2 separate regions of the Danio rerio genome follow, and region 1 is linked to region 2. The links are chromatin contacts, called in public HiChIP or PLAC-seq maps. All regions are on one chromosome and are shown on one strand. Each heading gives the region's core, a stretch centred on a gene start, on an enhancer-like site or on the middle of the called end of the contact. The rest is flanking DNA. Distances are from core to core; before and after follow the strand shown.

What was found. HiChIP or PLAC-seq counts read pairs in DNA pulled down with a chosen protein or histone mark.
Region 1: an H3K4me3 HiChIP or PLAC-seq map of embryo shows a contact between it and region 2, with 4 times the contacts expected there. The contact joins the promoter of six2a here to the promoter of si:ch211-117n7.6 in region 2. A contact is called at or near these places in 3 of 18 Hi-C or Micro-C datasets (caudal fin, fibroblasts and an unstated tissue) and 2 of 4 datasets of contacts at active chromatin or transcription factors (caudal fin and embryo).

What each region holds. Positions count from the first base shown.
Region 1 is chr13:10,660,846-10,665,438 of GRCz12tu, forward strand. It overlaps six2a (SIX homeobox 2a), which reads left to right and starts at 2,771. Exons shown (of 2, transcript NM_131783.2): 1 at 2,771-3,583. The coding sequence starts at 3,024. It overlaps LOC103911981 (a long non-coding RNA gene), which reads right to left and starts at 1,970. Exons shown (of 3, transcript XR_663166.5): 1 at 1,827-1,970.
Region 2 is chr13:10,320,775-10,325,596 of GRCz12tu, forward strand. It overlaps si:ch211-117n7.6, which reads right to left and starts at 1,790. Exons shown (of 13, transcript XM_021472679.3): 1 at 1,650-1,790; 2 at 990-1,075; 3 at 795-888; 4 at 573-692. The coding sequence starts at 1,738. srbd1 (S1 RNA binding domain 1) reads left to right here. Exons shown (of 22, transcript XM_073920698.1): 3 at 3,073-3,170. The coding sequence starts at 3,091.

The sequences.
Region 1 (4,593 bases), core at 1,521-4,020, 340 kb after region 2:
TAGCAAGTGTGATTTATACTATGCACACCTCTGCGACTTGTGTTTTTTCTTATTATTAAATGCAATTAGTTATCTATTTCGCGCGGAATTTTAATGCATTCAGTTTTTTAATTACTGTGGGTGTCTTGTTTTTCTTCCACCGAACCGCACGCTGACACCACACGTCTGGGTTTAATTCTTACTATTCCCGCTTAACATGACATGTCTGAAAGAATGTAACTCATCTGGTCTTATGGTGCAAGCCGCGGAGCAGCCGCGCACTGCCGCCACCCTGCGCTTTCCAGAGAGGAAAAAACATCTTGCAATAATCAGTCCAATTAGTGGAGGTCGCGGCTGCGCGCTCTCCGGTTAGCTGTGGGAGGTTGTCAAAACAGGGGGCGGCTATTAGACGAAACGCGATCCCCATTCATCAGCATTGTAATAATCACCATGCAGACGAGCAGCGCAGGTCCTACGAAGCTCTGATCAAAATGATCCGTGGAAACAAGCCGTTTACAAACAGTGTCAAGGCGAGACGTACCTTGATTTGGCCTGTCACTGACATACCCCCACAATACAAAAGCATCCAAAATCCTTTTAGTGTTCGTTTCCATTGCTTCGCTGCATTGTTACAGCTTCATTACAGTGTCACAAGTGGAATATAGATAAAATAACTCACACGATCACACAATAAGCTGGCCTCTATGCTATAACGACTATAGATTATGTAAATGTACATAATTTGGGACAAGAACTTTTTATTTACTCTCAGCAACAAGCCGATATTGGTATATTGTGAATCAAAAAGAGCACTGAACAGCAAGTAAAGATATTCAAGCAACAGGTTTAATGTTTTCTCACAGCAAAGTGCAATTGATGCGACATCTAAATAACTATTTGAACCCTTTCCTTGATAAGTGCAAACAGCTCTACTTTTATTTATGTAATGTTCATTATTTATTTTGGATCAAAAACAGACATTTACACTGCGTAAATTCAAGATTTACACAAAAATATTTGGATATTTGTTGGATTTTACGATTATTTTGCTGCTATTTTATTTTATTGACTATTTTGTGTATAGTTATAATAATCTTGTTAAATTATTGAATTTGTGATGTCTTAATCATATCGCAAGATTGTATTGTCAAAATGTCTTAAAACATTAATTATTGATTAATTTATTAATTATTTTAGCATTTGTTCGTCAAAACTTATGGAAGTATTTAAAAAGTATATCTTTGGGCGACTATAATACGCGAAACAATTAATGAGATGGATGGGATGGGTTATTATCCTAACGATACATGCTTTGACGTGTTTTTGGATAGTTTGCTGTACAAGCTCTGAAGTTTCTTCACAAACAAGCCACATCACAGGCCTTCGCGGCACCACAGCAGTATACGGACATCTACAAAGCGCAACGACACACCAGACCTTATACTAAGCAATTTTCTCTCTCCCTTACATCGAGGCTGACATGCCTCAACAGCGTCAGCAGTTTTATTTCGTGTAAGATGTGATTTTGCTGAACTTTCTTGTGGCCTCAAGTATCATTCAGTTGTAAAAGGAGTCTACCTGGTGAAAATAACTTTGTTTCTAAGCCACTGTACACGTTGAGTTAAAGTTCATTCTAGAGACTGTGACTGATGATCTGCCAATAATGACGTGCTTAATGGCAGGTCATCATTCAAATATGCGCCTTTCTGAACTGTCGCTTACAAACACCTACAGTTTTACTTAATTGACTTGCAAGACAACAAATCAACCGAAGTAGCACATGTATGCGCAAACATAGATTTAGTGTCTAAACAGCATTTTCAATAATTTTCAATGAGTTGTCTTACCTGCTCAAACGTCCCTCGCAGTGTTTTCAGTGCCTTTGTGGTGTAATACTCAATCGCTGTTCAATCTAGCGTGTATCCTTGAAAACCGCTATATACTACCTAAAAACGCCCTCCAACCCCGTTCTACTCCAGTCCATAATGTCTGGCTTCCACGCGCGTGCACTTTGAGAAACATACCCCCTTGTTTGTCTTCAACAACTGTTAAATAATGCATAACACGGGACAACTGGTCCGATTAAACAGCCACTGAATTGAAAACAAATGTAAACAGGACAAAAAAGACTGAAAGTTTTTGCTTATAAAAATGTTTGTGTAAATCGTGACTTTCTTTAAATGAATTTCATTATGGTAATTCATAAGTGCTGCTTATTAATTAGTGAGACATAGTTTATGGATTCTGGGGGTTTTCCGAACTTTGAAACATAGTTTTGGTGTGATCGACAAGTTACAGAGAGAAAAGGTGTGCATATCCAGGGTGGATTGTCTGCTTATGGTCACTCAAACATTTGGTTTGGAGAGCGCCTGGTGCGCAGTCTTGCTCCGGTGCTCTCAGCTCAACTTCTGCTACCTCACAACCTCACAGATCAGCGCTCTTTGGTTGCTAGAAGTGTCTGTCAAACCCCGGGTAAAAAAATGTAATATACATGGAAAGTCGAGGCTATATTTCGATGTCGGTGGGCGGGCTCTAAATGAAGGGAATAATCAGTCAGCCAGCCCAAGGAGCCACCTCAAAGCATATCAGGTTACCTTGAATGACAGCGTAACCATGGCAAATAATTTGACTAAAACTATTGTCTTATCCTCATCATCCCCGGGTCAGATAACCAACCAATCACCGTTCACATAATCGCTTTTCTTGCCAGCTTAGAATAATATTATTAAAACAAGAGAGCGAGGTCCTTCTTCGGGAGTGCGTTATGCTGAAACGACATAGAAGAGGTGGCGAGAGACTCGCGCAGGAGGAACAACTTTCTCTCGTCTGCTATAGATGGATATACGGTGTGCATTATGCTTGTTTGAACGGATCTAAAGTTTTGTGCCTCTCTTCACCCGGTGGGATTTGATTCCATCTACTCAAGAAGTCTTTCTAAATGTTTGCCTCCCAAGGGTTACTTTAAATCTCTTTAAGGACAGTCCAAGTCATCGCTTAGATAGACATACAAGTACAAAGAGGGACGTTTATTTTTGAGACAAACCATGTCTATGCTTCCAACATTCGGCTTTACGCAAGAGCAAGTGGCGTGCGTCTGCGAGGTTCTTCAGCAGGGTGGAAACATTGAACGTCTCGGCCGCTTTTTGTGGTCTCTACCGGCTTGCGAACATCTCCACAAGAACGAGAGTGTGCTCAAAGCGAAGGCTGTGGTCGCATTTCATAGGGGGAATTTCAGAGAGCTTTATAAGATTCTCGAAAGCCACCAGTTCTCCCCGCACAACCATCCGAAGTTGCAGCAGCTGTGGCTCAAAGCGCATTATATCGAGGCTGAGAAGCTCCGGGGCCGCCCTCTTGGGGCTGTTGGGAAGTACCGCGTCCGAAGAAAGTTTCCGCTACCCCGCTCCATTTGGGACGGCGAGGAGACAAGTTACTGCTTTAAAGAAAAGAGCAGGAGCGTGCTGCGGGAATGGTATACCCATAACCCCTACCCTTCCCCGCGGGAGAAAAGGGAACTAGCTGAGGCAACTGGGCTAACAACGACACAAGTCAGTAACTGGTTTAAAAACAGACGACAACGCGACCGAGCAGCGGAGGCGAAGGAGAGGTACGGAATTTTAGTTTGTTGCTTTATTAGTGTTTAATATTATTAAGTGTCTAAAAGTAATTGGAACGCATTATATGCATATATTCGTGCCGTGCAATGTGACATCAAGTCAGTGGTGAGTGTGTAAAAAGTCCTAAAGTTCCCACAGATGGATGAGCACAGTCGGTACAAATGTCATCCGTTCTCTGTAATTGTTGATCGTTATTTTTGTAATAAATAGTTCTCCATGTCATTTGTAATATGCAATAAAAAGTAGGCTGCTGTTTGAGAAAAGCAGGCCCATGCTTACGGGAAAAGTCTTAAAGCCCGTGGTGTGTATTTTGGTGTAATCCAGTTTGAGGGAAAAATAATCCGCTTTTAATTAATGGTAATGTTCTTCGAATTGTAAAAAAGTATCTGAACATATTCTTGTTATGAATGTGTGCAGTTGCAAAGGCTACTCCTTAAACGTGTCTTGTTTCACCCGCAGGCGAGCTAGTCAAGTTGAAACCACAATGTAAACCATTAAACTAGCTCATACGTTTCCCGATACTTTATCCTTAATTAATACTTTATGAATGAACCTTTAATTGACACCTTGTGATTTAGAATTTAGATAAATCAGTTTGTGACGATGTTTTAACCGACATGATTTATTCCAAACCATATAAATAATTATGGCGTAGACGCAAGAAAAGTAAACTTTATCAGTTAATTTGTTTGTCTTTTATGTAAATTTAATACCGCCAAGAATTAGGATGTGTAATAAGACTAATGTCTGATGCAGAGAAAAAAAGGTGCACACTGTTATTATTGTTACATATATTTTTATGGAAATATTCTAAAGTTTAGTCTACGCGAAGTCGTTAGTGATGGTTTATTCCTATTGGCTTTTATTTATACTGTTTTAACATTTTAATAAAAAAATATTTCTCACCTAAATAACCCACTTTCATTAAGATAAAGGCTATTAATAGTTGTTTTAGATTTGTTTGAGAAAGCATGTTGCATAATTATAACTATTTGTGCAA
Region 2 (4,822 bases), core at 540-3,039:
CCCATTGAGCATGTTTGTCATGCTCTGGATCAGTGTAATGACAGTGTGTTCCACTTCTTGCCAAGATTCAGCAACTTTGAACAACCAATGAACAATACATGAGGCAACTGGTGGTCACACCAGATACTGACTAGTTTTCTGAGCCCTACCTAGTATATTCTTAAAACTTAGTTAAAAAATTTTGGTTCAATATTTATGAAAAAATCCACAAAGATCATCTGCCGCATAAAACCCCTACATATGCAAGCTTAATTGGCTGTTTATTCCACTGCGATGACCCCTGATAATCAGGGACCAAGCCGAAGGATAGTGAGTGAGTGGTAGTGTTTACTCACTTATATTTGGCTTCACTTTACTAATATTTTGTTTAAATAGTGAGGTTACAAAAAGATAGAGATTTAAACATTAGCTGCATATTTTAATACGATAACGGGCAATCCTGCACAAAATTCAGTGCACAAGATCAATGATCAATGCAAAAAATAAAATAAAATGCAGCACACGAAAATCTTTAGTGAAGTCAGAATATAAAGGATTCTATTATGTTAATCAAGGTGAATTGGATTTCTTGCCTATTGCCCCCATTGCCATGTAGGTAGATGAAAATTGGTGATCCATCCCCTAGAGCCTTCTCATACCACTCTGCATTCTTACCCTGCGCCTCCTTCCACCTATGTTCAGGTACTGTATGCCTACAAAACATTCATAAGACAAAAAACCTCAGAATGTGTGACTGATCCTTTTTATGATTTGTGTGTGTGTGTGTGTATAAAAATAAATGACACAAAACTAACCACACGCCCACTCTCACACCCTCCTCAGGTTTGAGATAGACATTAATAGTGTGATTGAGACCCACATCTAAAGGATGGCTGAGGTCAACAAAATCTGAAAAAAAAAAAACACACACAAAAACGAGCTTAGGAAAAATCCATAAACTGTAGAGATGACAACATCACATCAGTATTTAAAACATAAAAGTTGCATACCAGAGAGGACATGTTGAAGAGTTGGAATTGTTGCACAGAGGACGAGGAAAGAAATAAGTCCTATTTTAGCCCATGACCAGTGAGAGCTACAGAAAGGAATGTACACACATACACAATCACAATGTGAATAGTGTTGATTTTTGACACATGGTGGTTCAGTACTCTAGATGCAGTTAAATTAAAAATATCTGTTTTAGTCTGTTTTTTTTTTTTTTTGGGGGGGGGGGGGGGGGGGGGGTGTATGCCTAAAGAACAAAGTACAGAACAATACAAATACAGGTAAATGTCTTGTGGTATTACATGATTTAGAAGGTTTCAAGTAAAAAAAAAAAAAAACGTAATTTTTTTTTTATTACACCATTGCTTCATGTTGTTTGTATACTTTTCTAATTCTTATACAATAGAAGAATAAAAATGTTTTTGGTTGTTAAATTTGCATTTGTGAATATGGCACGTTGCAAATATTAATAACATAAACTTCCTTCTCTATTTTTTTTGAACGAAACTCTATAGTTAGTTATGGCTGGCATCGAAAATGTAACTTAAAAGCATAGCAAATTTATGTAATCTTTATAGCACAGGTTCTTGATTTTCACTGCATCTTTTCTGCATTTGGTGTTTGTTTTACAGGTGTCCGATCAACTTAAAAAAGTGTCTTACCTTGCATGCACATCCTTAAGTGTCAGACTAGACTTTTGCAGTCCTGTAGCAGGTTCACCACCTTCGGATTTATCGACTCTTCGCTTCATTTTGAGGAGCAAGCAAGACTCTGAACCTATTCAAAGTTACTTACAAACTGCCAATATTTGACAAGCAAACCTGCGCGATCACGTTAGTAGTAGGGTGTAAAGAGCAAAGTTCATTGGCTTGGGTGACTTATGTGCGGGCTTTTAGCTTTTTTTCAGCACCACCAAAGAGCTTAGAATGATTAGTGATTCTATCTTTGACCATACTTTCCAACCATTTTCCTATGTGCAAGATTTGCCCTGAGCAGCGTAAGTTATGCTTTTGTGTCATTTATATTATGAAAATGAATAACGTTAGAAGATTTCACCAGTTACCATTTCAAAACTGTCACAAGTAATCAACATTACTAATAAAGTTTAAATTGAATATTTAACGAAATCGTTTATTCAAAAATAATGAATATTTACCAGCTCCTAATCCAGCAGTTTGAGAAAACAAACGCATTAAACCTTTATTCTATAAATATAAATATATATATATATATATATATATATATATATATATATATATATATATATATATATATATATATATATATATATATATATATATATATATATTTATTCTATAAAAAATATATATATATATATATATATACATATATATATTCTTTATTCCCTTTATTTTTATGCCAAGTAAAAAAGACATTGTTACAGAGAATTATTTTTTATAATATAAAAACCCACTTCAACAAACCCCAAACACACTGCCTAACGAAAGTTACGATAGTAAAAAAAAGAAAGAAAAGAAATTATAAAAACAATAATAATTTAAAAAGCTGCCAAATCTTTTTAAATAGAAGAAAAATAAATAAATAAATACATATATAAATATTCTAAACATAAACTTTTATTATGCTATTTTAAAGGCAGAACTACATCACTTCCTGATGCTGACGTCGTTAAGGAAACAACCCATCATTCAGTCGTGAAATAGGTGTCTGCTAGAGTAAAATAGTATGTTTAAACTGTTCTTTAAACATTTTCTACATGTAAACATCTCTGGTTTAATCGTAGTACGTTTGGGTAACTAACAATCCATATAACTCACTCATAAGTTACGTGCTCGCGCGCTAAATTCAAAATTAACTTACCAGTCCAGATTATACAGTTTTTTGATTTTTAACGTTTAACATTCAGCACAACTTTAAGCATGACTTTGTATTGCGCTAAGAGTTTTGCGCATATCTAATTTGGGAGCTGACCGATAGATTGCTTTCAAATCTGCTAATAAATAATAAGTAAATAACATTAACTTATATGGTTGAACAAATACATACGCACGGCCACTCTTCCCCTTATTATCCCAGACATCTTTGTTTTTCATTGTCATTTAGTTTGATTTCCACACAAAGATGCTCCGAAGACCAAGAACAACAGCAAAGGTGTACACGGAGCCAACGACTGATGATGAGGATGAGGATTTTGATGACATGTGAGTCTTCATATACAATTCATCACGCTTTTATTAACAAATCAGCTTCCAAGACTAAGATCCTTTGTTATTGTGTAAGTTACAGAATAACTAGGCTATTTTTTTCAAGCTGTTAATCAGCATTGAACAGTTGTTACAGTCTATTACTTTTTAGCTACTGAAACTAACTCCAAAAATAACAAAAAGGAGGGCAGGGTACAATGAAACCAGTATAAAAACTGCCTGTAAAAATACCAAACTATAAGCTATGGGGCTGCACAATATAGTCAATGTTGAATCAGGGTCATAGTTGATCAGCCCCACATTGGGTGAACTAAATTGTCTGTAGTATATGTGTGTGAATGAGTGTGTATGGATGTTTCCCAGTGATGGGTTGCAACTGAAAGGGCATCCGCTGCGTAAAAACATGCTGGATAAGTTGGTGGTTCATTCCACTGTGGCGACCCCAGATTAATAATGGGACTAAGCTGATAAGAAAATGAATGAATGTTTATACTATAAAAACTATTCAGTGTTATTTTTGTCATTGTTCAATGTCTGTACTTGAACACTATTTGACTTAGGAGAAATCCTTTCAATACCTAATATTTCACTTTTATCTTTGCTATTTACCTTTAGTTGTAATTTGTTTGCTATATTTTATACATAAATCACTCCCCCACAGAGTCATACAAATCAATCTAAAATTAATAAGTTATTTTCAAATGGAGCTATTCAAGCCAGCATGGGCCGGTTTATGATTCTGATGGTATGAAAACCTTGGATAAAAACATCACAATTTCAGTGTATTGTAAATAACTGCTCTGAAATATATAGTTTTTAAATGTGATAAAAAAGCGTAAATATTTTGTCTTTTGAACACAATACATTTTATTTTGAGAAACATTTAAAATAATTTGGAGCAGTAAACATGTCTAGATATTGTAAGTCTAAATAATTCAATTGAATCATTGACTTCTGCTGTCTTCATTAGTTTCAAGAACACAGTTTTCTTTACAGTTTCAAACGGCATTTTTGTATATTTTTTTCTGCTGGAGATACTGTTGTTCTAAAAAACTAAACAAAATAATATACAGTTGAAGTCAGAATTATTAGCCCCATTTAGAATTGTATTGTATTTTTTAAATATTTCTCAAATTATGTTTAACAATGCAAGCAAATTTTCACAGCATGTCTGATAATATTTTTTCTTCTGGAAAAAAGTCTTATTTGTTTTATTTAGGCAAGAATAAAAGCAGTTACACATTTTTTTAAACATCATTTTAAGGACAAAATTCTTAGGCCCTTTTAGCTGTATTTTTTTTCGATAGTCTACAGAACAAACCATCATTACACAAAAACTTGCCTAATTACCCTAACCTGCGTAGTTAACCTAATTAACCTAGTTAAGCCTTTAAATGTCACTAAGCTGTATAAAAGTTTCTTTAAAATATCTAGTAAAATATTATTTACTGTCATCATGACAAAGATAAAATAAATTAGTTATTAGAAATGAGTTATTAAAACTATTACAGTATGTTTAGAAATGTGTTGAAAAAAAAACTCTCTCCAGTAAACAGAGATTGGGTAAAAAATGAACAGGGGTCTAATAATTCTGCCTTGAACTGTATATCAGGAACGGTATAGCAGAAAATTTTGGCGGTTTTAAAACC